Regions from separate parts of the Mus musculus genome. Here all the other regions are linked to region 7. Evidence: chromatin contacts called from public ChIA-PET, Hi-C and HiChIP or PLAC-seq data. All regions are on one chromosome and are shown on one strand. Each heading gives the region's core, a stretch centred on a gene start, on an enhancer-like site or on the middle of the called end of the contact. The rest is flanking DNA. Distances are from core to core; before and after follow the strand shown. Region 1 overlaps Crb1 (crumbs family member 1, photoreceptor morphogenesis associated). Region 2 has its middle 110 kb from the start of Atp6v1g3. Region 3 overlaps Nek7 (NIMA (never in mitosis gene a)-related expressed kinase 7). Region 4 has its middle 73 kb from the start of Atp6v1g3. Region 5 overlaps Nek7 (NIMA (never in mitosis gene a)-related expressed kinase 7). Region 6 overlaps Nek7 (NIMA (never in mitosis gene a)-related expressed kinase 7). Region 7 holds the start of Lhx9 (LIM homeobox protein 9).

Region 1 (3,581 bases), core at 764-3,263, 370 kb before region 7:
TGCCAGCATCCTTATCAAATGAATTCATCATCTTTTACATACCGTATATACCTGATGAATAATAATGCTTCTAGACTTTATATACTTAATAACACTAGTATACTTTACATACTTTATAAATAATAAGATATATTATACATGTAATGAAATGTGTTCATGTTTTCCCATAAATAATATTCCAGTCTCCTTTGTAACATTCCAGTTATAAGAAAATGGGAACTCCTATATAATAGTTTTGAAACTCTACTGACTGTCTCAAAGGGAATATAACAGCACTGCCCTTCTCCCATGATCTTGGAAACCTTAAATCTTTTCCACATTGGGTCAAGTGTCAAAGGCATTCTTAGTTTGCCCTAAATGTGCTTCTTTGTCCTAAAACCATAGTAAAGCCCTGTAGTCAGTCAGAGGCAAAGGAGCCATGTGTTTTGAGGAATCAGATATAAATACTATGACATCCAAGAGGATTAATTGCCTTTCTCGGGAACATTAGGAAATGGATGTATAATTTTTAATTATGCATACATTTCAAACTTTCCATCAAAGTCAAATTATGCTGATGTTAGTCAAAGCTACTATCAGTATTGATTCAAGAACCTGCTGATGGAGTGAAAATACACAGCAACTTGTTAACAAGAGGTACAATTATCTGCAGCTCAGCAAATAGTGCCAGAGTTACATGTAATATGCTGAGCTCAGACAGCCATGGCGAATGGAGATCTCTTTTCTTCGCTTCCCTGTTAGTATTTACACTTGGAAGCAATACATGGCTGCAATCTAAGTGCTGCACCTAAAACGCGAGCTGATGGCTTGATACTTTGTTTCCTGACACTGTGAATCGCTACCTTCTTAACCACCGCCTGCTAGGCTCAGCTAAGACTGCGAGCAGCACAGAGCTGTTGTCTACGAGCAGCAACCCTGGAAGATTTTCTGCATTGTTTAGTTGTTTTGTTTCTTGAGAGACATGCTGGGTGTTAAAAACAGAGGACTGAATGTTGTGAATTATGGGTCTCTTTCTTTGTTCTTCCGCTAAGTATTTCAGTGCACAACATACACGAGCACACACACACACACTATAGACACCTTCCTTCTCAGTCACAGCTGTATACTAGGCACCTTCCTAGGACTCATAAAGAAAACCTCTCCACCCACGAGCTTGTTCTATTGAAGCTTGCTCTCCTATGCAACACCCTAAAAGAATTAAGAGAACATTGACAAGCCAGGAAACATGACTAACTATGAAAGTATTCCACATAAGAAGAAACTTGAACAACCAACCATGTCACCGTGTAAATATGCCACGCACTACCAACAACTGAAATTACAGGGTAGATTTGGCCTTATATTCCTTTGGTTTCCTCCAGAGGATGCAGCTGTGTGTGATTGAACACACTGTGTAATTTGAATACCAAGTTTTCAGATTGCCAGCTGTGTGACTCTGGATAAACTGTTTAGATAACCTTTAAACAGAGTCTACGTTATTAAATAGTGAAAATTTAGATGTGATGGCATGCAGTAACTCCAGAACATATTAGATCCTTAGTGTGTAATTAATTTCCCCTTTTCTTTATACCACCCTTTAGTTCTGAAGTATTTCATGGGTAACTCCATTGTCAATAATGAGCTGTATGTTAGAAAGATGAATCACCTGGATCGAATGTACTAGTAACCAAAGATGTAGATGTTATTTTTGTAGTAGAAAGGACACGCTTATTCTAGGCTCCAGAAACTAGGAAAGTGATCCTTAAAATAGTAACAATTGAATATTAGTAAAAGTGGGCAATGAAACTCAGTGACCGAGGACCAGCGAGTCAAACCCACTGAAGTATAAAAACTTCTTTTTACATCATGGTAGTTTTATCATGTGGACCACACAAAGACGAGGACTTGAGCTGAGTTGTGCCGCGGCTTGCTTTCTCCTGTGGAGAAATCCCACTGTTGTTAAATCACAGCAGATGGCTTCCTTTGACACCCAGTGCTGTCACTGGAATGTAAATGTGTCTCCTCACAACACTGAAAATACCAAGGCTGTGTGTTTAATCTGTGCTGTGCAGGCAGAGTGACCCTGAAAAGAACATGAGCTCCCAGCACGTTTGGAGAATTGGCGCGGATCCTGGTAAACAGAATTGGGGAGGATTTTTCAAGGTGGTGACTAATCACGGATTTCTCCCTGGGGTTCCTAGGCCAGCCACATCCCCAAGGTGAATAATCTAAATGGTGACTGAAGTGAACAATTACAGGACCCAGGGAAACTCGTTCTAAAGGGGTAAATGGGTGTGATCTAAGATACAGGAATCATTCAGAGCATGAATTCATTCTAAATCCCCCTGGGAGACTTAAGAAAACAAAAGCTTCCCCAGATTTCAGATCATTTAACATAGGGAAGGTAATATTGGTTCTAACAATTACTTCAAAATTCGGGTGGGATGGGGGAGAGTGTCAAATATTGGCATTCTGCAGATAGGAGAAAAATGTCCTTAGCAATAAAATTGTCTGGAAAGAAAATCCTGTTTTGAGAATATTACTAGCAAACTGGACAAGCAAACTATAGTGACATGCTCCAGGGGCATTATTTAATTTTCTTAAATAGGTCTCAGCTGAAGAGAAAGTAATGGCTCTGATCTTCATTTTATCAAAGCAGCTCTTGAAAATTGATCATTGGTAACGAGGTGGTTTTTGTAACTTGTCCTTGACACTTTGTCATGAAGGGACAGGGGTCTTCTGCTCCTCACACTCTATTGAGCAAGTGTCAGATATATTATTTCAAAAGATGATGATGATGCTTTAAATACTCTAATCACTGTACACACATATGTAATCACATAGACTTAGATATACACACTATGTAATCACATAGACTTAGAGACTCAGAAATGTCAAATGTAATTTCAGCTACATTATCAGATCTAATTTTTAGTAGTCTATTATAATTTGGCTCAAGTTTAAAGATAAAGATCTGTTGAAATTTGACAATATTTTTATGTTCGTAGGAAATGCTGTTAGATTTTGCCTTTGCTCTCCTCCAAGAAGAAATGCTTAAAACTTCTCAGTGCTAATATAAACAAATTATGTACCCAGTTGGGCATTTGGTCAATGGGAAAAACTGTTAGAAAACTCAGACATGGTTTTTTTCCAATTCTGCTAATTTTAGACTTTTACCAATTTGAAATACCAACTTTGGGAAGGACTCTTTATTTCTAATACTGAGTACAACTTTAAGAACTCCTCACAATGTGAAGATTTCTATCTTTGCTGACTGGGAATGCAGACCTACCCCACCTCCAGGAGCACAGTGTCCTCTGTTCAAATGTACCAAGTCTACTTGGAAAAGCAATGTCTGGGCTGTGGGAAGCTTCCCGACATAGCATCATGCACATCCTTTGTCTTCCACAAGGCAGAGCTTACACCTGAAAGTCTGATAATTTGATGAAAGTCGACGGTGACAATAGAAATAGCCACTCCCAAGATTATTTAAAGGGAGGTGCAGTGTACAGACATCCATCAATGAAACAGATGCACAATGGGTTTTAGTTCTATGTCTTCTCTTTAAAATAAGAATAGACTAAATGGCACAATCGATTATA
Region 2 (3,433 bases), core at 799-3,298, 460 kb after region 7:
TAAGGACGCTGCCTCAACCACAACTAATGATCTGCTTTGATACTAATCGTTTATCTAGCTGTAAAGCTCTTGAAGTTAATGTTACCATCTTTGTAGCACAGGAACTTGCATGTGGTCTGACTGACAACAAATACCTATTAATTATTATCCAATAAGCATTTGAGAAAGAATCTGTCTTCTGTGATGCCAGATAAAACATAATATTCGGTGCCTATCTGGGAAAATTTTAGGAAGATAAATTTGACACATGAATATTGAGTCATCTAGGTTATTGCTTAAATACCAAATTAATGAGGCAGGTAATATTGTCAGTGGGGAGGAGTAGAGGTAGAGATGGGGGAATATCATAAACACTGTGTGAAGTTAAAATGTTAACCATGAGAGTGTTCTAGGGAGAAGGCTAATTCGAGGAGATTCAAACTTGTGTGCCTCAAAATTCCCCTCCATTCTAAAGCATTGTATATTTTTAAGCCATAAATAATGTGAAGAAGAAAATAATCATTTCATCTAGGTTCCACCCAAGAAATGAACAGGAAAAAGCACAGTAAGAGGCAAATAGATGTTTCCAGGGTACTTAGGTTTAAATGCTTTTATTTTATCATTTCCATTTCCTGAAAAACCAGGGGTGGTTTTCTTTCTTGATACAGAGAGCAGAAGAGGGCTTGCATAGCATTTTCTTTGCAACATCTTCTGGGTTGTGAATTCCTTCTATTCATAGCTATACCAGTGGTTCCCCGTGGTTTTAAACTGTGGTTCTTACAACTGCTACTTTAGATGAGTCTTAGGACATAGTCCAATGAGAGAGGTTCAGAGGGTGTTTCAAGTCATACAGACAATAAAGAGTCAGAGATAGATGGACCACATCTTGGAAGTAATGTCACTGTCTTGGGAAGAGACTCTATCCATACCCCCATTCCTTAGAACTCTGAACTGAGAGATTCAGGTTATCAGTGTGGCAATATTATATATTTTAGTTTCACTTTTCATAATTACCCAATATTCAAAAAGGTCAGGAAAGGATGGAATTACAAGGGCCCCGGTACATGAGTCTGTAGCTGAAAGCACACCAGCAGCTGTCTCATCTAGTTTATGGCTCTCAGAATCCGGGAAACTTCAGCTGTTTATCAGATCCATAGATTATATGTCAGCTCCTTCAGTCAGGCATTGTTCTCTAGCCACACATCCTTATGAGGCTTTGATTGTTTTAATAAAGCTTAGGTATCCTTCTAGGACCAGTATGTTCTGATATGGTTGCCAAGGTGCCAGCCAAGGGGGCTGAGTGGTGTCCGTCTGTCTTGGATCTGGCTCTGCTGCAGGGAGTGGGGGAGGGACTCTAATTCTCACAATCCCCAAATGTGGTTTCCTTTAGGTCACTGTTTCTTCGGTGAGGTGAGTGTTGCCTTTGGCTCGTCTCGACTCTTCAAGTTACTTTTCTTGTTCAATTCTTATATATGTGAGACACTGAGTAGCCTCATTTTGAAAAGGAGTTGAATTCACCCATCAAAATCCCCACCCCCTCATCACAATAGACTCCGTATTTATGCATTAGAAATTTTATACATGTGTGTATTTCCACAGCTGACTATCACTCTAATGTGACAGTAAAACAGATGATTGACATTGGGTTGTTTTTTTTTTTTTTTTTTTTTTCTTTTTTTAATGAAGGGAAGCTAAATTCTATTTGGTCTGGTTTTGCCTAGCACAGATGCACACAGCTTCATCCCTGATTCTTTATTACTACCCACAGGCTAAAACTCGGGCTGTAAAGCAAAGCTTGATCCGTAATTAAAGGAGGACCTCGCTTCAGTCACAGATTCGCAGAGGCTGTGCTGGGCAGGCCCGCCAGCTGTGGATCTTGCTCACCCGGCGCGCGCCTGTGATTGTGCGGCCCGAGTTTCTCCCAGTCATTCCCATCTTATTAATGCTTCAGTGTAGCATAAAGCTTCATTCATTATTCATAATAATCCAGTCAGAGGGCACTTGGAGACCTGATAAATTCTCACCTAAGTGACAACGGCTGACAGGGCCTAGGGTTTTATAGCCCTTCCCCTGCCGTAGCAAGGAGCTGTGGGCAAAGGTCCAGAATGATCCTCCACTAATGACCAGTGTGATATACGAGCAGCTGCTGATTTTCTGACACAAAGCTCCTTGGCTGAGGCTCCCACCTGCAAGCTGAGAGCCGGAGATGAATATCTGTCAGACTATAAAATGCGGGAACCCGACCACAGAGTCTTGGGCGTTAACGGGTTAACTCTGAGACCACAGGCAGTAAGTCTGAGGAGGAAAGAAGAAAAGCCACAGCCCAAATCCCACAACAGAATGAGTGTAAATATGGGATCGTGTCAATGGGCCAACTGATGGGTTCTTGATTCTGCAGATTCTAATTTGTGGTACCCACTCACGATGTTCTAGGATCTGGGAGACTGATTTATAAAAATCAATCGGTTTTTAAAGAGTACGGATTGCAATTTTCATAAGGTTAGGAACTTTTGAGTGTACTGTCAGTTTCCGAGGCTGCCTTTGCTCTCAGGAGATGTGGACCTGGGCAGGACCATTCTTCTTTGTTCATGCTAGCCCTGCTCTTAAAAGTACATAAGCTGTTCTTTCTCCATCACAAATTGCATTTCAGAGTGACTGAGGTTAGTGCGTCCCTGGTCCAGGTTTACGTACGAATGCTGACAACTTTGGAGATGTTTTTTATTCAAGATTTTAAAATTAATTTTCACGTTATGGGTGTTTGCTTGGCTCTAGTTCAGAATTTTAAAAATGCATAAAGTTTTCTTGTCTTAGGAAAATAATGGGGGAAAGTATATCACAGGAAGTGGGGGCATGACTGATCACCTGTTACACAAGTTTGGCTTCTAACACCTCCCCCCCCTCTGTCTAGTGTACATGATATGTACATATATGTATGTTTGTATGTGCAGTTTTATATGATTATATGTGTATTTTCTCACACAGTGGAAATCCACCTCCAGACATCTCCTTTCCACGAGGAGTTTTTTTTTTTTTTTTCTAAATATTCTTGCTGTTTGCTGTAACTACCCTCTCAGTCACTTTTCCCCAGCAGAGGACTGATTCTCTTCGACTATTTGAAAGAGGAAGTAGGTATATTTTCAGGGACCTGCTTTGCTCAACAATTAACTACACAGTGCACTCTTCTATGCAGAAGTTTTCGTAGGCCAGGCACCAGAGGAAACTGTGAAACAGGGTGTGTAGGCTCTGTACTGGGAAGCCTGCAATTGTTGCCAGACACATACTGAGATTTAAAAGGGCTCCCATTAGGGTAACTGTCCCTCATAAGGACAACCACTGGATGTCAAAGATAAATTCACTTTTTTGGGAAGATAAGAACTGTTAACACTGAAATCCATCTTTAGTCCTCTGCCTAGTATCCGGGATGCCAATGCATTGCTTTTAGGGGGTGTCTGTA
Region 3 (3,726 bases), core at 1,182-3,681, 340 kb after region 7:
TGGATTCTCTAGTAATACTGAGATGCAGTCTTGTAGCTGTAGGGAAGGGTGCCTAGCTAACAGTCTTCACCATCCTCCAGAGCCACAGCACTGACAGTCTCCCAAGTTAGTGACTCCTAGGAGAGAATTTTAATTGTACGTCAGGAAAATACAGAGTCCATGATGCTAATTAAACACCAGTGAGCATCTAAGTGAGGTTTCCTGAATTGAAGAAACACAATACATGGAGTCCTTTATGTGTTTCAAGAAGGAGTCTAAAGTTTGTGTCTGTTTTGTTTTCCTGAGCCAGTGTCATCTGTGTGAGTGTGCCATGTTTACTTGGGGGTAGCTCCTCCATGTGCCTCGTGAATTGCCTGTTGACCTTTTGTAGTTTTGCCAATTTCAGATTTCTTCATTTAGGGAAAACTGACCATTCCAGTGGTGTGCGTTCTCTGATGACTAAGGACTGCTCAGGGGACTTCACGGTGCTCTTGCATGAACTCGCCACAGTTTTGACTGTGAAATATTATGAATTGGTGACGTGGCAGAGCACGTGCAGCTGAGTGTCCATGAGGGGCCCACGCTGTTTGTGTCTCCTCATGTATCCAGGCTATGACAGGAGTTTGGTATTACTATAGATTTTGCTGGTGATTTTGCGGGAGGGCAATATTGATAAGAATTGGCTTCTTCGTATATTTTTTAAGTTAATCACCTCGTATGTGTGTGTGTGTTTTGTTTTTAATTTTTTTAAACCTGGCTAGGTAGCATTAGAGTAATTCAGAGCATAATTTGGAATCAAAGGAATATTCTCCCTTTAAACAGCCTAAAAGTAGGTAGGAAATGAGTTCCTAAAAATGAGAAGAAATTTAGCACCGGCAAATTAGATGAAAAGCTGAGCTGAGTTAGTGTGAAAGGAAGAAGTTTATTGGTTCTTTCAAGGCTAACAATCTCAGTATCAAAATTGAAACAATTATCCACATTGTATAATTACCTTTGAGAGGCAGGATCCATTTTTATATATGATCACCAAAATAAGTTCTTCCTTTGACCCTTCCCACGTTCATTCTCGGGGAACACATGTCTGGCTAATTTCACGTGTTTCCCATGTTCATTTTAGGATCAATCTCACTGCATTTTCTTGAACTACCCCCACCCCCAACCCCCTGCAAGAGTTGGGAACTTTTACAAAACATTTAATCTGTCTTCATATTCCATATGTCCTCATTTACCTTTTGGTGTAATTTAGCTTTTCAGAACTATCTGTAGCATCAGATAGATGTATTTTTCTACCATAATCCACCAAGAAATTACCATTAACAATGAAGGAGTAGGAAGCCCTTTTTCAGAACGTACTTTAAACTCGGGGAAATTAGACTTTCAAATATTCCCGAAACCTTTGAAAAAAAAAAAAAGAAAAAGAAAGAAAGAAACCAGGAGTGCGGTTTTAATTGATATGCAACAAAGTAGACTTTACTAATTAAAATCAAGATGCTGTGCTCTGCTACATGGACCTTACATGCAAAAGTAGGTTTTACACATTTCCTTTATTGTTCAGTGCAGCAATCGCATCCTTACAGGGTTGTAGGTTGGTGGCTTACAGTTCAAAAAAAAAAGAGAGCTGCCACCAGGCCCGAAGACAGACAGTGGGCTTTCGTCCCTCCGACACCCCCAGAATACTAATGAGGAAAGTCAGACCCTGGAGGTCAGAGAGCGAGTCAATCATTCTAGCGATCGTCTCAGTGTGGAGGATCAAATTAGCCTGAAAAATTCAGCTGCTGGGAGGAGAGGGCGAGCAGCTGTCAGGGGCAGCGCCAAGATGCACTAATGAACCAGATGAATAGTGCAAAAGCTTGAAAATAAAAACAGGACAGTTGACATTTTTCATCTGTCAGAGCGGGAGATGCATGAAAATATACTATTCCTGTTTAACTCCTTAGGGGACATTCAGATTTTTTTTTAACACTCTGCAGTATTGAGACAAAAGTAATATAATGAACTCCTATCATATGATAGAAAATGGATGTACATTTACTTAAGGTCTTAGGGAAGCAGAGAGATGGGAGCTCATATCGACAGTGTATTTTTAAGGTGGCATTTTTTTTTTTTAACATTTGGCTTAATCGTATAGTGTCCATGCATTTTAAATGTAAACATTGCTTATGATGGTGGGTCCTCCTTTAGAAATTCTTGCTCAGTGTTGTGTGTTTAAGGCATTTAAATTGTTATTTATTTTATGTTCGTCTTGTGGGACATTCATTCCCAAGGTTATTCGGTGAGAGTGTGTGTAGGTTTTATATGAAATGTGGGTTAGGTAAGAGTGCATGTTAAGTTGCCTTCCAGCCGGGATTTCTAATCCTGTCCCCCTCCTGGCTGAGGCTGTGAAGGAGTTAAAGCCCAGCCTGGAGCACAGAAGACAGATGAGAGCCATTTTCAGCTTGTCCTGTCCCCACTGACGCTCACTGAGTAGCACAGCATGGACCAGCGTGTTTCACACACACTCTGCCTGTCTGGGGAATGTACACATTGTCCTTCCAAAATCAAACTTATTAGCACATGGAGAAAAGGGTGACTGACTCCAGGGCAGCCCGCCTCGCCATGTTGTATTCTTGCCGCTGCGGCTCAGAGACTGAGAAGGTTTTGAACAGGATGCGAACATTTTAAATTGAATTTTTAGTTTGTAACCTTGCTTACCAAGTAGCTGCTTGTGCTTTTAAATGTCAAGTTGAAACCATGTCTTAAAATACATTGAAATTCAGTAATGTCTCTTTTAAAGTGGTTCATCCACGAAGTCATGTTTTTTTTCTGCATTAAAAAAAAAAATCACCTTTGGATACTTTGAATTCTATTTAGGAGTTATGGATTTTTTTTAACACATTAAATGTCTCTGAGATGTTATTAAAAGAACAGTTACCATTTAAGCTATTTAAGGATCAGTTACAATATAAAAATATTTTCTTTCATAAAATAACCTTAAAAAAGAATATACTATGTATGATGAAATGACGTGCTGTCTGTTCCCTAAGTCCTTAAATTATTCAATTCAATTTGATATCATCTTTATGTTGTATTTGATCATTACATAGTTGAGCCATACCACTTAATAGCTGTTTTGTGATGAAATATGGCTGTATACACACACACACATTATCTTCCATCTTTTTAATATTATTTTACGTTGTATGAGTTATGCTAGCTATTTCTCTTAAGGAATTTTAACTGTTTCGAAAAATAAAATTAATATTTTTCACACTTAATGCTCAGAAAAGGGTAATCATAAAAATCAAAATGATCATCTAATTTTTATTTTAAGTATTCGTAATTATTTTCTACCTCAGTGCCCTGTACCTGATGGTCTCACCTTTAGAGTTACTTTGTACGTACAGCAGTTTCACTGGGAGTGTCTTGCAGATGGCTGCACTGCAGAGTCCTTTCTACGGCGACAAGATGAACTTGTATTCTCTGTGTAAGAAGATAGAGCAGTGTGACTACCCGCCTCTCCCGTCAGATCACTATTCGGAGGAGGTGAGGACCCTTCGGCCCATACGAAGGTTCATTTTGTCAACGTGCTTTACTAAGGGATTTTCCTTTACTCAGAAACACAGATGGATGTCCAGGTGGCAGAAAGAGCGCTTTGATTCCTTACATCTTCTGAACCTGGCTGTTAGATTAACTCTGCAGCTCACGATTTGGAGTGGGCCACAACGCAACATGTGAGAGAACCATAGATAGTTGGCTTTCCTGATATAA
Region 4 (3,484 bases), core at 521-3,020, 500 kb after region 7:
AAGGGTTCAAATTGACCAATCTGTAGATGCTCAGAATTGAATTTGGGTGAAAACAGTTCTAAGTTTCCAATAATTCAATATATTTCTTTTAACATTAGCTAGAAATGGCCATGTAGTTCAAGATGCCAAATGCACTCAGTATGGAGGGAGGACACTGATTATTTTAATGGATTTGTTTAAAAATGTATAGTGTTTTCTGCTTATTCAGGAAAAAATCTAACGATTTCATTCACTATCAGGAAGAAAAAAAGCAATGCATATGTTATATATTTATATACCCACAATAGATCACAACCACAGAAGTAGTCAATACCATGGATGACAGCTGGACACAGCTACATAACTGGTGAAACAGAATACCCTGCAGAGTGAAGTTGCTCAGACTGGAGACTGATGCTCCTGTGTGAGAATGGCCCTTCCTCCTCCAGTAGAATTCTATTAGCTATAAAATAATTTCTGAAAAAAAATTATGTTTGAAATTTATGGAACTTAAGTTTTTAAAATTTTCCCACTTGCTTTTACATCAAAAGCAAATCATAAGCTAAATTTATTGAGGTTAGATTTTTGAATTTTGAGAGGAGAATACTGCTATGGAGTAAAATTTAGTTTTGTGTAAATCTCAAAAGTTGAGGGGTTATTTTAAAGAGCATGGCTATAAGGAGTGTTCCATGAGCAGTTTGATGGGGAATGCCCATTGCTACATATTGCAGGAGAAAGACTTTTGGAGTTAACATCTGTTTCTTCATTCAACTTTTACCTTAAAAAAAACCAACCCACTAGTTTTCAGAAGGGGAACCAGGACGCATGTGCCTGTGAATTAATGCAACTTATTCTCATCATTCGCTATTGCTGTGAATCTTCCCAAAGTAAGCGAGCATCCACAAGCGCTGAGGAAGAAGTCATAGAGTATCGAGTGTCTTTGTTTTCTTCCACCTAGCTGGAGGAAGGCTGGCAAGCTCTCAGGATCAGGCACTCCCTCAAGATTGCAAGAGCTTCCTGGCTTGATACTGGCCAGAAATAACACCACAGAATGTTTTTTTACAATTCTACTTTTGGGTAAAAACAGGAAAGGGAGAGGCAGGTTGAAATTAAATTTAAAAATAATAAGATGGATATGAGCAGAAAGAAAATATAACCTTTTCTTTTCAGTTTGGGAAAAAATAAAAACGAACTCTGATCATCCAGATTGTTCACTTACGTGCTTTTGAGTAGGGGGATTATGGAGTGCTTTAAACATGTTCCAGGATTTCTCTTTACTTTTTCCCCACACGTGGGCTACTGAGCTAAGCTGACCGTTCCTCACTCACCTCTCGGACCTGGTAGTCACTCCACTGGAAAGACTCTCTGCTGTCTCAAGTGCTCGGTCGGAGCAGGCGAGGTGCTTGCACACTAAAGGGCCTTTGCATATTCTCAGGACTGAAACAATTGTTAATATTTGTAGTTGGCTATTACATTTCCCATCCCCATCCAATCAGTGGTTACTAAACATGGATCATTTATATAACTGCAAATGCTATGCCAAAGCGCTAAATCTAACATTTGACGGGCAGAAAAAAAATATTGTTATTGAGTACAACGTTATTTTTCAAACTCTGAAGGGGATAGCAGAGTAATATGAGGAGAACTCCCGATCTTTTGTCTTTCCATGCTTTCTTTCCGGTGTCCGTTGTCAGAGTGAAGGATAAACATTTTTTCCCCGTTTCAGACTATTGTGGTATCCTCCTGGATTCCCTTTGAAACGGTCCCCACTTCCCTCTGACACCATTGCTATCCTCTACCCAGCAGCGACCGTGGACCAGCAGCGGCACACGGCAGTAAACGCTCAGCTTTTTCTTCAAGGCTTTTCTAATTTTTAATTAAAAAGAAATGCTAGATTCTTGCTGATCACCCAGAGTGTGACTCTCCATGGTTACCTGTCACTCAAAGAGCTCCCGCTCTGAAGAATGCTAATTAGCCCCGCTAAAGCTCTGTAATTGAACTGGAGAGATGACTGAGGAAGTGCAGGTCTGCCTTCATTCAGAGCCCGCCTTGCCATCTAAATGGATGGAGCCATCCTGACAATGTGAAGACATAAAGGGAGAAGAGGAGGAGAAAGAAAAGCAACAACATTCCATCTGCCATTTTTTACTCTTAGTTTTTAAAGTAATTATCAAGATGTAACCTGGATACCGGAGTATGAATAACAAAAAAAAAAAAAAAAAAAAAAAAAAAGGTTTTCTTTAGCCTTCAGAGAATGAGCCTCACGGCCACCTGCTTGACAATGCTCCCTATCGTAGTGAATGCACTGAACTGTATAAAGATGAATCATTTGAAACAAATAGACGCATTAGGACATCAATGTGGATAGCCAGAGTGATGTTAGGCGGATGCTTGGGAGAAAATAGATTTCATTTGAATCGGGGTAGGATTCGGATCTGATAGTTGACCTTGCAGGAATGCTTGGTTATTTTTGGAGTACAGGAACAGAAATCTGTGCCATTGCAATGTCCCTCATACCTACCAGCTTGGTGTTCAGATCCCATCCGTGAGCTAGAAAACCTTAACCCATCACTGAGTTAGAGAAACAAAGCTGGTGTGGACCTGTTCTAAAGTTTTCATCTCCTCTTAGTCTGGTTTTTAAATATTCAAGTGACAAATCTGAAGTCGACAAGGGATAGTCTAGTTGACATGATAGGACAGCCCGTTTAATATTGTCACGGAATTGCGGCTTGGACATGCTAGGACCTTAACATATGAGAATTAAAATATTAGCCACATTGAACTCTAGCAGACTTTATTGGAGCCAAGAACAGTCTGCACACTGGGATCCTGTGATTGAGGGCTGTGCTCATAATCAGGGGATGTTGATGCTCAGGAAACAGGAAGTGGGTCCCCAAACAGCTTAACTGATTCCAGGTGGGCTTTGCTGTTTTGAATGGGGTCTCATTAGCTGGTCGCCTGTGACTTGAAGAAGTTTGATGGCTATGATTAGCTGAGAGTCATAAAAGATATACCCATAACTCAGCCTTTCTACTCATGCCTGTTGGGGGTAGTTAACTATGCCGAGAGACTCAAAGTAAGGTAGTATCCTCAGGCAGTACTGTGTCCAACAACTATCACAGGCACTCAGGCTTGGAAACCAAGGCGTTAGAGAAGCAGTCGAAGCTCCAAGCCATGCAGGGAATCACAGGGCTCTCAACCCAAGCTTATCATTTCAGGGGATAGATAAATGTGATTTGGTTCTAGGTAAGAGAGTGAACAGAGTAAGATCCACTGGATTGGAGTAATTTATCTTTTCTTTGTTCCATTGCAGGGTCTGTACGGACAACAGTGCTTGGTACCTTTCCTATGTGCTTGCTGTCCTTCATATGTGCTTGGGACCTTTAGTATGTTTGTTGAGTGAATGAATGAATGAATGAATGAACAAGCATATTCTTAGACCACTTGACTTCTCCAGAGAATGCTCAGATATTTGAAAGGTTAAACCATCCCATCAGATGATTTT
Region 5 (3,680 bases), core at 765-3,264, 280 kb after region 7:
TTTAGATGCCATCAACAGGAGGTTTAAGCATAGACAAATGGGTGTCTTACTAGAAAGGAAAGAGAAGCTAAAACAGATACAGTCCCCTCTGTACTGGCGGGTAATTGGTTTCAGGATTTTCTGATTTACCATGGATACTAAAATCTGATGGTACTCTGGTAAACCTTATATAAATTAGGGCTTATATATTTCAAATCACTATATAGCTTCATATAGCCTACACATATCTTCCCATAAACTCTGTGAGCATCCTCATCTAATATAGTATTGAAGGTTCTGTAATGTGTTGCTATATTGTTGAAGGGATAATGCCAAGGAATGTCTATATGTATTCTGAACCAACGTAGCTCTGTGAATACAGAGTGCTGACTGTGTCTCTGTGCAGAGTGACTTGACTCAGGATAAAGATGAGAGAGCAGCATTGTGGTATGGTGAAGGGCACTGTTTTCAAAGAGTGCAATTGGGTATCCATAAAGACAACCGATTTCCTTTATTATATAAATATAATTCCAGACAGCAGTCTAAATATGGAAGACTAAAGAATAAATAAAATGGGGGAACTTATATAAGGGAACTGATTCGTAAGTAGCTTATAAGACATTCATCAGAGAGAAGTAGATGATCTAGACTGACTGCATTATAATGATGAGTTTCTGTTTACCATTGAGAAGGTTTTCGACAACTCGTGTGGCTGAAGATCAAATTTGCAGTGCAAATGACCTATATCCAGAATATTGTTGCTACTGTTTAAAAGGTATTCTAAAGGAAAGTTTAGTATTATTTTAGTAAAGTATTAGATGTGCTGGTATTTTTAGAATGTAAAGAATAGATACAATTTAGGGTTGCTGGGGCGCTTAGCCCTAGTCTGGGGATCTTTGTGTGCTATTAGTCTTCCCTCAAGCATGGGATGTCCTTGATCTGTTTGCCCGGAGAAGTGGAAATGGTGTGCTAGTGTCTGATTATGTGAACTAAACAGAGCTTGGGTGTAGCAGGTGTCAGCAATAGAAGCGGAGGGTGTCTTAGTGAGTTGTTCGGAAGCATCACAGGAATCTATCATATCTCCGTGCATGTGTCGGGCCCGTGGAAGTGGTGTGAATTGGTAATGATTGCGTTCTTTAAATTTCAGCTTTCCGTTTTTTTGCAGAATCCTGAAGTCCCAGTTGAGTCAGAATGGATGAACAATCACAAGGAATGCAAGGGCCGCCCGTTACTCAGTTCCAGCCACAGGTAATTTAATTAAGCAGGGATAAGTGTGTCTCTCTGTTAAATATGTGGGAGTAAACCAATCAAGTAAGCCGCAGTCAAGGAGCGGCCAAGTGGTCATTTTGAATTTCCAAGTTGTAGTCAGAATTACTGGCTTCTACGTGCTTCCTGAGGCTCGGTCCTCGTCTTCAGCAGGACAGGAGGGTAGCTCTAGCTTATGAGTTCATCTCTTGACTTCTTGGCTTTGAGGGTTACTGATAGTCTGGGGGAGGCGAGGAGGGGAGGGGAGGCGAGGTTTAGGAGTGTCTCTGCATTTTGTACCCACTTCTGCTTTGGCTGGCAGCTCTTGACTTCCATCATATTCTCTCTCTCTCTCTCTCTCTCTCTCTGTCTGAATTTTTTTTATTATGTTATTCCTTATATCTTGTAATGTAAATTGTTTTTGTAAAACAGTGTATACATACTATTGAAATTCAACTTGGAGTTTCCCAGCATTTGTTGTTAAGGTGCCCCGCAGAGCCCCATATGCAATGGATGCTTACAGTGTAAGCTTCACTTTCCCAGGTGGCACCTCATTGTCCCTACTGTCGTTCATACAGGCTGCTTCTCAGCCTGGTATTGAGAGGTCTTCTACAGCAGCCCTCACTTACGCTCCACTGGCCTTGCCTCGGTTTTGCTCAAAGGTTCTCAGTGTTGAGGACCCGACAGGACTTACAAGTGAAATCTGTAGTGGAGTGGGTGTGTGGCAACGTCCCCACAGACTTCCGCGTGCAGTGCGCACTGACTCCCAAAGCGGGCATGTGTGACGCCCATATTGGTCTCCACACTTGCTTAGTCTGTGGTTTCATTCGTTTCAGTGCATCTGTTGGCTTCTCCCAGCAGCACAGCTCAGAAATGCAGCCTACAGAAAACTGTCTTTGCTGATTCCCTGAACTCACCCATGTTCTACACGCCTTCCTGCTCGCTCTTTAGTTTTTAAAATCTGGTCCATCCTTCCGGGACCATCTAAAGCGCCAGCACTGCCGTAGGGCCTGTCCCAACTCCCGGTCTTCCCACGGAAACTTGATGGAGGATCTTGATGTTTGTTCTGGTGTTTCCTGAATCTTTGTTATCTTTGTTTCGTTTGCTCATGTGGGCATTTTCCTTAGCTCTTCTTATTAAGCTAAATCTTGTGAGAAAGGATACATTTACTTTGGACACTGCTGAGCTCTTATTTTTTTTTTACTTGTAGTAAGGCTCAGGTAGATACAGAGTTGAAGCCAATCAGGATGCCCTTAAAAGGACCATGTTTAATCATTCTCAAATATATATATTTAATATACGTTGTGTTGCTATGTTCTCTGTACTTGAGTTTTCAGTGTTGAGAAAAACCATTTAGAGCAAGAATACTTTTGCTTTCAGGATTGGCTCTATCAAGTCTATCTGTAACTTTGTAACGGTCTTAAGTTACACGATCAAGATTGTTATAAGCAAATGGTATTAGCTCTACCTAGTTTAATGCCATCTCATCCGATGATGAGACACTGAGACACCATTATTACACCGTTCCTAGCAAAGACAATAAAAGAACACCTCTAAAAATTAGGGAGTTCATGTTGTGATTCTGAAGTTCACAGTTTTGGCTGGTCCTGTGCTTCAAAGAAAAAAAAAATCCCCTTTTTTTTTCTTTTTTTTTTTTTTTTTTTTGCCTCCTACTGACTTGCCAACCAAGAAAGGTCGGGGCGGCAGTAGGAGGCAGAAATGAAAGTAATTGTTTTCTTATGAGACACTAGGCTGCCACACAGTCTAAATTTCAAAATCATAGACCGGTTCTGCATCTCTTTTCACACCAGTCCTTTCGTTTCTGCCTCCTGCTGTTGCTCCTGTGTGGGTGGACCGACCACTTTCCCTGTTGGAAACAGGCAAGTGTCATCCCAGGCTTGGCTGCCTTGTGGCAGGCATATGGGGGGAAGGGAGGGGCTTTCCCCTTTCCTCCCCTCTGCCTTCAGACTGATGGTGTGAGACAGCGAAAGAAAGATTACCTGACAAGAGCTTATAGGCGTTATTGCTTATTAAGTCTTTGAGAAATGTTCCTGCTCTCCGTAGCATTTTAAAAGACAGGGAAGGACAGCCTGGGCTTAGGGTTGACAACCTCCCTTTGTTTTGTTCCACACCATTGGTCTGAATAATGGGGGTGATATGGTAACATATGGTTAGCCCAGTGACCCCTTCACTTTTGTAATGCTAATGGCAGCGTGGACACAAACAGAAACCTAAAGAAGTCAGCCTTCTGTGTGTCGCATGGACACCAGGTCTGATGGAGTGATGAGCAGTGTATGTTCTTAGCATGGCTCTCCTCTTCCTTACTCGAGAGGCGCCTATAAGCCCACACATAGCCTGGGACCTGTGCTTGCATTTTTAGTATGGTATGAAGCCCTTTGTGTTTAAGGTTTAGAATATGGAACTTGTGTGTTTTTATTTATTTATTTGTTTATTTG
Region 6 (3,812 bases), core at 181-2,680, 310 kb after region 7:
AAGCAGGTACTGGAGAGGTTTCCAGCACTGGGGGGTGGGGGGTGGGGGGTGGTGCTTGTCTCAGAATCGCTGTGCTCAGTGCCTCCCACCCACCACTGTAGAACCTTATGGAGAAGGCAGATTAAGATTCTCCTTCCCTCCCTGCCTGGTCCCCCAGTAAAGGTTGAGGGTTCTGGCTGGCCATTGGGTTGCTTGAATAGAGGGGTGGAAGCCTTCTCCTGACATTAGGGATAATTGGGCAAAACATGGAGAAGAGTTGAGGTGTACTTAGGTGTGAAGGCTGAAGGAGGAGTGAGGATTTGTCACACGGAAGACAAGGCTACTTAGTGCAGGGACAAGCTACTCCATTCATTTATTCATATCCTTCAAAGTAGGAGGGGCCAGGAGGTAGTTTGTATGTGGGAGATTTAAAGTATATGTGTGTACATGTGTATATATTAGCTCAATATAAATACAAATATAAATATATATAGTGAATATATATAATGTACACATGTATGTGTGTGTGTATATGCATCTTTACTACATTTTATGTGTGATTTCATAACAGTGTAATACATGTGTTTTTAGAGATGTTTCTACTAAGTTACAGGAATGATTCTTTTTTTGAAGATGAATTGATGTTAACTTTTGATGAGTAATTTGGGTAAAATTTGAAGCTGGCAGATAAAATCTTTTATAAATGATTCAGAGGATGCCAAGAATGTATCAGCTATTACCTACTTGACCAACTAATAACTTCTGCTTTAACCAAGAATAAAATAAGTTTTGAAGCCCAGAGAAACTTTGGCTTGAAAATAAATAAATGCTTCCTGTACGCGTGTGTTATGTAAAATGTCTTTTTCTTTTTACAAAACCCCATATCGTTTTCTATTTCCTGTCTTCCCTTGCTCATTAAATCACCAGGCAGCTTTGACTCCGTGCTGGGAATGACTTATTCCAAAGATTCAGCCTTTACTTTTGTCTTGACATGTTGACTAAAGAAAGATAAGACGCACGTTTCCAGTTAAATCTATTTGTAAATCTATTTGGTTCAGAAAGCGTTGTCACATTAAATGCACCAGGACTGAGTATCTTTCCCCAGGGTTTAAAGAGCAATTTTTGATATTGTTGAAGAGTCAGTTAAAAAGTAAGTCAGTTAAAAATAAAACAACTCACAATTCTAAATTGGCTGAAACATAATTTGAGGTAAATATTTATTATTTCCATGCCGCATGCATCCAGGTGTGCGTGTGTGATTTTCAAAGGTACTTGCGCTTCTCACTCTCAGACGTTTATTATTAAGCCAGTCTTCCGTCTAAGAGGCGCTGCTTATTCAGATCTGTGGCTCTGCCTCTGTGAGTCTTTGATTTTTTTAACCATCGAGGCCGCCACTCTCCTTTCTCTTTCTCTTGGGCTGTTCCCCCACAGGGATTCCATGATTACCCAAAGTACTGACTCTTCTAAGAAGCTTTAGTTATCGCAAGCCCTGTGACCAGCAGTTCTAAGAACAGTATCAGTGTTCATCATTAGGCGAGAATTAGTCATCTCTCTTGGTGTTCATCTGGAGATAGATAAATATGACAGGGTGTAATGTATCCCAGACTGGTTTAAGACTACAGCTGACAATTACCTCCGACTAAGTGTGTAGGGTTCCTTGTTTCTTCAGGAAGGGTGACACTGGATACATTTTACTCATGGTTGCTTTCTTCTCATCCCTGACTCTGGTGCTCATTTATAGCCAATCCATCCCTTCTCCCTCTAACCTCTATAGACAGTGATTTAACAACAGGCAAAAACCCTCACCTTCCACTCGCCTGCCTCCTTTCCCCTCGGCCAGTTGCTCCTCCAGCGTCTCTGTTTACTGTAAAAACTGTATGAGTCACTACAGTAGACGGAAGGGGCCGGGCTTCAGTTATTTAGTCTAATAGGTTTATGGATGTTGTACTTGTCTTAAATTTTAAATTAAGATTCTCAATTTGATTTTTACTGTTTTTAATTGGGACATAATTATAAATCTTTATAGTGTACATTGATAATTTACTACATGTGTGCAGTATGTGATTATCAGACCAGCATAATTCCTGTCATTTGTTTTTGTTGTTGTTGGGAAGCTACAAACGCAGCTCTCTTAATTCCTCCTTAAATTAAAATGCATAATCAGTTATTATGCTATGGTTTTTGTCGTACAGTGTGTGCTCTAGAATGCTCAGAACCTACACCTGTTCTGTAACTGTCCCTTGTTACCCATCCCCCACCCTCAAGCCCTTCTTAACCTCTAGCGACTGCTGTTCTGATATACATGGAAGGTGTGAAGTATCCTTTCCCTAAGTACAAAGATTGGCATTCCCTCACTACTTCAACCTACACATCTACCTGACTGAAGTAGTAGGACTTAGTTCAACTTGTTGACTAAAAATGTCATTCGTTAAAATAGTGTTGTATGAGTTTAATCAGCTTGCAGTATAAGAACTAAGATTTGAAAAAAAAAAAAGATTGTTTTTTTACATTTTAGAGCCTTGAAATTTCTTATTTTCAAAGATACAGGAACATCCTTTTGGTTATATGTTTTTGTGTTTTCTGTCCTCCTTTTCTGCATCATAGCAGCTCAAAGAGCCACACTCTTTTCTTGAAAACGTAATGCCAAAAATGTAGTGTGTCTGAATGTCTATTTATATGTACCTGGACTTAGTATTTAACATAATAAAATTTCCACCTGGTTGTCAAAGGACCAGTCATCACCCTTTTTGCTTTACAGCCTCCCCGCCCCCCAGCAAGAATACAGGTCAGACCATTAGAACTGTCTGTACCAGCAGAGTGGGGGTTTGCTACTGAAATAATTAACAACAAATGCTGCTTGCCCCGCTGATGAGCTGCCTGACCCTTTGTCAGTCGTTTTACAAGCATCCTTTTCTTCATCTACAGCACTGGAATATTCTTATCCTTGTAAGGATTAGATGGGAATTAGATGGTTCATGAAATACACTCAGTATATGGTAGCTGTTCAATGTACATTGCTTATTATTGTAGTATTCTATTGACCATCACCTCATCCTGGTTATTTGAGCAATAGATGTGAGTGCCAGTATATACTCTGCTGTTTGTTGGCCTTTGGAGGAAAAGCATCTAAGGTTTTTGTTGTTTTGTGTTCACATAAGATAAAGTTCTTTTGGACATTCACAGTAAATAAATGCAAATAAAGCTTGCATCTGTGTGAGTGTGTGGATACATATGTAGATGTATATGTGTGTGTGTGTGTGTGTGTGTGTGTGTGTGTGTGTGTAGAGGGAAGAGAGAAAGGGAGTCTTATAAAGAATTTACATGTTAGCCTAAAAATGTAGGTCACTGTTTTACTAAATAATTCTAAACTTCATTTTTAGATATTTGATTTAATGGATGCCAAAGCACGTGCTGATTGTATCAAAGAAATAGACCTCCTTAAGGTAAATAATGATCTATAGGCTATTTTGAATATTTCTGAAGAGGTTGATAAAATGACTTATCAAAATGTTACATTTCCAAGTAAAACACGTTTTAAGGCTTACTTGGTGACACACTGGTTCTAAGTAACACTGCATAAGTTAGAGCATGTGTGTTTTGGATACTATGATTTTTATTTATGATAAAATAATTGAATCATAATATTATGTAAAGTCAACTTTTTCAAGTCAGAAGATGCATGGGCCTAAACACTGGAGAAATTTTGTAGAGCATTCTATCCAAACCTATTCTACTGCTCAAGTAATATCAGTGCATATTGCTGTCATGTCAATATGTGTCACACTGAGAGCCTGGGCTACCCCAGATGCTTCATGTTTATAAACATTTCCTAA
Region 7 (3,479 bases), core at 891-3,390:
GTGGACCCCAGTCCTATATTTACATTGGGCTTCTAGCCTCCTTGGGTTAATTGACTAGTTCCTTGGGTAGACCCCTCCTCTTCCTCCTCCTCCTTGGGCTCTGAGTCAGTTTAACTGCTGACTTGTAAGAAGGCAATCTGCCCCTTTGTGAGCAGACCTGCTGTCTCTGAAAGGGCCCCTGACCCAGCCCCTCCTTGAGGCCCTTCTTGTGTGCACGTGGGTTTAGAGAGCTCATTGATTTCCATCCAAAGGGGCTAATTACATTACTTACAGTAAATAGCCGTCCTGCTGTCAGGTAGGGCTGCCAAAATGGGGAGGGGGGACTTCTCCAGCTTAGTTCACTTGATTGGCTTCATTTTTTTTGTGTGAAATTGTGTTTTATGAGCTGTATTCTGGCACCCAGAGGACCCTAAAAGCGCCCACTCTGCAAATAACTTTATTTTGACCCAGAAAGGGGAAAAGGTGGGGAAATAGTGGAGACTTGAGTTTCAGGAAGAAGCGACCCCAGGAGCCCCAGAAAGTGAAGCTTTGGGACAGGAAGTTAGGCTGCAGCACTGGGAGTCGTTTCCTCCTCTTCATTTCTTCTCCGACTCTTCCTTCCACTTTCACGTCCTTCGCTCTCTTCTTCCTAAGTCCCCCTCTCATTCACACGGTTCCTTTATTCTCTTCTTTCTTCCTTTCCTTCCCTAGCCCCTTTCCCCAGCTTCTTCTCCTCAGCCTTCCTTCCAGATTGGGTTAAAGTTCCACGTGGAGCCGCCTGGGTGGAGGGAGGCGGCGGTGCCGCGGGGTGCTTCTCCAGCTTTCTAGACAGAAGCCCCGATGCTCGCCCGCAAGCCCGAGAAGTGGTGGTGAAGCCGAGACTGGCGAGCAGGCAGAGAGGAGCGGGAGCGGCCAGGCTTTCTTCCCTTTCGGATTAAGTTCCCGTCGCTGCTCCTGGCATCACGATCCTAGGACTCCCCCCACCCCCACCCCGTGGTCGTTTCAGTGAATCCACAATATCAGAGTATTGCGGTATTGTGGACACGTTTTAATGGGTCCAGAGGGAGGGGAAGGGCCGAGCTAACTAGAACAGAGGGCGACAGAACAATACCATCTCTTGTGAGGAGCAGTCTGCCATCCTGCCTGTTAGTTCTCACTTCCCCGCCTCCACCCAGAGCCTCTTTCACACCCTTCTAAGTGTGTGGAACACTAGCGGCTATTGCCTCGTCGTCCTACCCTAGTCGGGCATCCAGCTCACCCAAGACCTGTGCACGGTGACAAATTCCAAAGGGGACTCTAGAATTCCAAGTTTACCTTCAATCTAGAATTAGGTAAAAGAGTAACCCGCTCCACGGTCAAGGTTCTGTTAAGTATACAGTCTACAAAAGCATGTCCTGGCCTGTACACTCGAAAAATTTACTATATATATGTATATATATATATAGTAAATATATATATTTCCAAAAGTATTACTCAGAAAAGTAGGCTCTCCACGCCCCTTTTTCACTTTGGTGGACGTCTCAGAGCCTGGTGGCACCGCCTGCCCTCGGGGAGGTTAGGCAAGCAGACAACTGTCTGAAGAGTGCTTTTAATAAGTAAGTTAAGAAGAGATGGGGAGCAAGGGAGCATACATTAAAAGTACCGTTTCCGTGGAGTGATTCAAAGTCTGTGGGGTTTTTATACATTTCTGGTGACAGTCTTGTAAAACGGGGATTTAAAAAAGTCTGTAGATGAGAAGGAAACTTAAGGTTTGGAACTGATCTTCTGTGCACTCCTGGCTGGGGTCGGATAAACTAGGATCAAATCCAGGATGCGGACAATAAGGGCTCCTTTACCGCTTTGAAAACATGACTGTTGGGAACTCTTGGAAAGATGTATGCTTGAGGGTGTGTGTGTGTGTGTGTGTGTGTGTGTGTGTGCAGGCGCGCATGTGGGGAGGGGGTAAAGACCCCCTCCTTCTGCCTTTCCCCCAGTCCCCCACCCCTTTGTAATGTTTGTCCCTGCTTGCCCATCACCAGGGGGTTGAGAGGAGGTATGACAGGTCTTTGTTGTCTGAATAAAAATCCGTGGCAGCTCCAGGGAGAGGACTCCTCCTACTAAATTATCAAAAATGGGCTGGCTTTAGTCTCTTAACAAATTGGACACAGCTCCGGCTGGAGCAGTCCCCAACGCAACCTACAGGCACTGGGAACTTGCAGGCAGCCGGGGACCGCTGAATCTAGCACTTCGTTCTCTTTCTTTGTGTTCAAAACTATTTTTCTTTCTTCCTTAGATTTTGTTTTCCTCCCCCCCACTTCAACCCCCCTCGGCAGTTGTTTTCCATTAGTAACTCGATCTCTCGCTGCAGTTAGAATCGCCTGCTTTTCCCTCCGTCCGCGTTTGTTTGTTTTCTGCACATCTCCTTCTGGAAAACCCTGGATATCCCCCCCCCCCGCCCCCTTCCCCGTCGTTCTTTTGCCTCGGTCTTTTCCCTCTCAAGTAGAGCTATTTCTACTCTGTCGTTTTCTTCTTTCCTCTCTTGTCCCTGTTCCCCAACGCGTCTCTACGCTTCTGCATCGCGCAGCCCTGTGCGGTCGCTTTTGCTTCTTCACTCGAATGAACTGAGAGCCCCAGGCGTGTGTTTATGGAAATAGTGGGGTGCCGAGCCGAAAACAATTCGTGTCCTTTCCGCCCCCCAGCCATGCTCTTCCACGGAATCTCCGGAGGCCACATCCAAGGTATCATGGAGGAGATGGAGCGCAGATCCAAGACTGAGGCCCGTCTGACCAAAGGCACTCAGCTCAACGGCCGCGACGCGGTAAGGACCAGTCCGGGCGCGGCGCCCGGGAAACAGCGAGTCTCCCGGTCCGCCCAGGTTGGGGATGGCGGGTCCCGGGGACTTTTGCCTAGGGATGTTCGCAAGGTTTTCACGAGAGGCGTGCTTGCTAGGCAAGGTTCCCTTTCCGAATCGAGGTGTCTAAGATGTTGTAGTCCTGAGCTCTCCAGTCTTTGTATAGCAGCTGATCCCGAGCCGACAGGGCAGCGGGCCTTGGAAGGAGCGGGCGTGCTCCCTGCCAACCACAAACTCCAGTCTCCCGCGACCTGGCCGCCAGGCCGGATCCGCCCGCCCCCAGGGCAAGCCTTGGTGCAGTTAATAGGGGGACTACTTACCGGCCTGGCGTCCTTGCCCTGGGATAGAAGACAAGACCTTCAGAGTAGACCTCAACGTTCTGGTCCTTTTCCCATTCTTCGGAGCTCAGCACCCGAAACCAGAGATTGTTAGGGGCTCTGCAGGACAGTTCAGCTGCTCTGGTCGTCACAAAAATTGCGTTTCTCTTCCTTATGGGACCAGTGTATTGGATAGTGGGAAATCAAATCAAATAAAATGCGAAGGAGCGGGTCCCTAGTCTAAAAGCAAGAACATGAGCGCTACAACCTCAAGAGATGGAATCTACTATTGCGGTTCCTATTCGTAACAGCAGTTATTATGTCTTCGTGAAAATACTAGTAACCTAAACATG

What was found. Hi-C and Micro-C count contacts between places; a contact is called where the count stands out from the background. ChIA-PET counts read pairs in DNA pulled down with a chosen protein or histone mark. HiChIP or PLAC-seq counts read pairs in DNA pulled down with a chosen protein or histone mark.
Region 1: an H3K4me3 HiChIP or PLAC-seq map of stem cell-derived neural progenitor cells shows a contact between it and region 7, with 30 read pairs. The contact joins the enhancer-like site here to the promoter of Lhx9 in region 7. A contact is called at or near these places in 14 of 39 promoter capture datasets (the 3T3-L1 cell line, the C10 cell line, the HPC-7 cell line and 10 more), 1 of 15 datasets of contacts at CTCF or cohesin (the NIH/3T3 cell line), 1 of 484 Hi-C or Micro-C datasets (bone marrow-derived macrophages), 18 of 115 datasets of contacts at active chromatin or transcription factors (the 230-238 cell line, bone marrow-derived macrophages, craniofacial prominence and 11 more) and 4 of 9 other capture datasets (adipose tissue, liver, macrophages and 1 more).
Region 2: a contact with region 7 is called in an H3K4me3 HiChIP or PLAC-seq map of embryonic forebrain, with 4 times the contacts expected there. The contact joins the enhancer-like site here to the promoter of Lhx9 in region 7. A contact is called at or near these places in 5 of 39 promoter capture datasets (the 3T3-L1 cell line, HPC-7-derived erythroid cells, cranial neural crest and 1 more), 5 of 115 datasets of contacts at active chromatin or transcription factors (embryonic forebrain, embryonic hindbrain, embryonic limb bud and 2 more) and 2 of 9 other capture datasets (adipose tissue and liver).
Region 3: a contact with region 7 is called in an H3K4me3 HiChIP or PLAC-seq map of embryonic forebrain, with 4 times the contacts expected there. The contact joins the enhancer-like site here to the promoter of Lhx9 in region 7. A contact is called at or near these places in 5 of 39 promoter capture datasets (the 3T3-L1 cell line, embryonic stem cells, hippocampal neurons and 1 more), 1 of 484 Hi-C or Micro-C datasets (the N1E-115 cell line), 6 of 115 datasets of contacts at active chromatin or transcription factors (astrocytes, embryonic forebrain, embryonic hindbrain and 3 more) and 2 of 9 other capture datasets (adipose tissue and liver).
Region 4: an H3K4me3 HiChIP or PLAC-seq map of forebrain shows a contact between it and region 7, with 7 times the contacts expected there. The contact joins the enhancer-like site here to the promoter of Lhx9 in region 7. A contact is called at or near these places in 9 of 39 promoter capture datasets (the HPC-7 cell line, cranial neural crest, embryonic stem cells and 5 more), 12 of 484 Hi-C or Micro-C datasets (CD8 T cells, LSK cells, the P5424 cell line and 9 more), 11 of 115 datasets of contacts at active chromatin or transcription factors (the NIH/3T3 cell line, T-cell acute lymphoblastic leukemia, embryonic basal ganglia and 8 more) and 3 of 9 other capture datasets (embryonic stem cells, liver and macrophages).
Region 5: a contact with region 7 is called in an RNA polymerase II ChIA-PET map of effector CD8 T cells, with 5 read pairs. The contact joins the enhancer-like site here to the promoter of Lhx9 in region 7. A contact is called at or near these places in 1 of 39 promoter capture datasets (hippocampal neurons), 1 of 484 Hi-C or Micro-C datasets (embryonic stem cells), 3 of 115 datasets of contacts at active chromatin or transcription factors (the NIH/3T3 cell line, effector CD8 T cells and embryonic forebrain) and 4 of 9 other capture datasets (adipose tissue, embryonic stem cells, liver and 1 more).
Region 6: a Hi-C map of the N1E-115 cell line shows a contact between it and region 7, with 3 times the contacts expected there. The contact joins the enhancer-like site here to the promoter of Lhx9 in region 7. A contact is called at or near these places in 4 of 39 promoter capture datasets (the 3T3-L1 cell line, the C10 cell line and pre-B cells), 2 of 484 Hi-C or Micro-C datasets (the HPC-7 cell line and the N1E-115 cell line) and 3 of 115 datasets of contacts at active chromatin or transcription factors (embryonic forebrain, embryonic hindbrain and embryonic midbrain).

The regions. Positions count from the first base shown.
Region 1 is chr1:139,208,458-139,212,038 of GRCm38.p6, reverse strand. The region is part of intron 11 of Crb1 (crumbs family member 1, photoreceptor morphogenesis associated); the gene reads left to right. Among named protein-coding and RNA genes, the nearest start is that of Gm41960, 43 kb to the right of the region's middle. Within about 2 kb of position 2,013, at least 43 of the 459 cell types and tissues checked have an H3K27ac peak or open chromatin away from gene starts, as enhancers often do. A contact at or near this core is called in embryonic basal ganglia and stem cell-derived neural progenitor cells, where this site is marked.
Region 2 is chr1:138,384,051-138,387,483 of GRCm38.p6, reverse strand. No RefSeq gene overlaps it. Among named protein-coding and RNA genes, the nearest start is that of Atp6v1g3, 110 kb to the right of the region's middle. Within about 2 kb of position 2,048, at least 53 of the 459 cell types and tissues checked have an H3K27ac peak or open chromatin away from gene starts, as enhancers often do. A contact at or near this core is called in embryonic forebrain and embryonic limb bud, where this site is marked.
Region 3 is chr1:138,498,351-138,502,076 of GRCm38.p6, reverse strand. It overlaps Nek7 (NIMA (never in mitosis gene a)-related expressed kinase 7), which reads left to right. Exons shown (of 10, transcript NM_021605.4): 9 at 3,388-3,501. Among named protein-coding and RNA genes, the nearest start is that of Nek7, 120 kb to the left of the region's middle. Within about 2 kb of position 2,431, at least 54 of the 459 cell types and tissues checked have an H3K27ac peak or open chromatin away from gene starts, as enhancers often do. A contact at or near this core is called in embryonic forebrain and forebrain, where this site is marked.
Region 4 is chr1:138,344,582-138,348,065 of GRCm38.p6, reverse strand. No RefSeq gene overlaps it. Among named protein-coding and RNA genes, the nearest start is that of Atp6v1g3, 73 kb to the right of the region's middle. Within about 2 kb of position 1,770, at least 39 of the 459 cell types and tissues checked have an H3K27ac peak or open chromatin away from gene starts, as enhancers often do. A contact at or near this core is called in embryonic basal ganglia, embryonic forebrain, embryonic limb bud and 2 more, where this site is marked.
Region 5 is chr1:138,559,250-138,562,929 of GRCm38.p6, reverse strand. Nek7 (NIMA (never in mitosis gene a)-related expressed kinase 7) reads left to right here. Exons shown (of 10, transcript NM_021605.4): 2 at 1,145-1,227. The coding sequence starts at 1,171. Among named protein-coding and RNA genes, the nearest start is that of Nek7, 59 kb to the left of the region's middle. Within about 2 kb of position 2,014, at least 60 of the 459 cell types and tissues checked have an H3K27ac peak or open chromatin away from gene starts, as enhancers often do. A contact at or near this core is called in effector CD8 T cells, where this site is marked.
Region 6 is chr1:138,533,974-138,537,785 of GRCm38.p6, reverse strand. It overlaps Nek7 (NIMA (never in mitosis gene a)-related expressed kinase 7), which reads left to right. Exons shown (of 10, transcript NM_021605.4): 4 at 3,360-3,422. Among named protein-coding and RNA genes, the nearest start is that of Nek7, 84 kb to the left of the region's middle. Within about 2 kb of position 1,430, at least 53 of the 459 cell types and tissues checked have an H3K27ac peak or open chromatin away from gene starts, as enhancers often do. A contact at or near this core is called in the N1E-115 cell line, where this site is marked.
Region 7 is chr1:138,841,105-138,844,583 of GRCm38.p6, reverse strand. Lhx9 (LIM homeobox protein 9) reads left to right here and starts at 2,140. Exons shown (of 5, transcript NM_001042577.1): 1 at 2,140-2,776. The coding sequence starts at 2,603.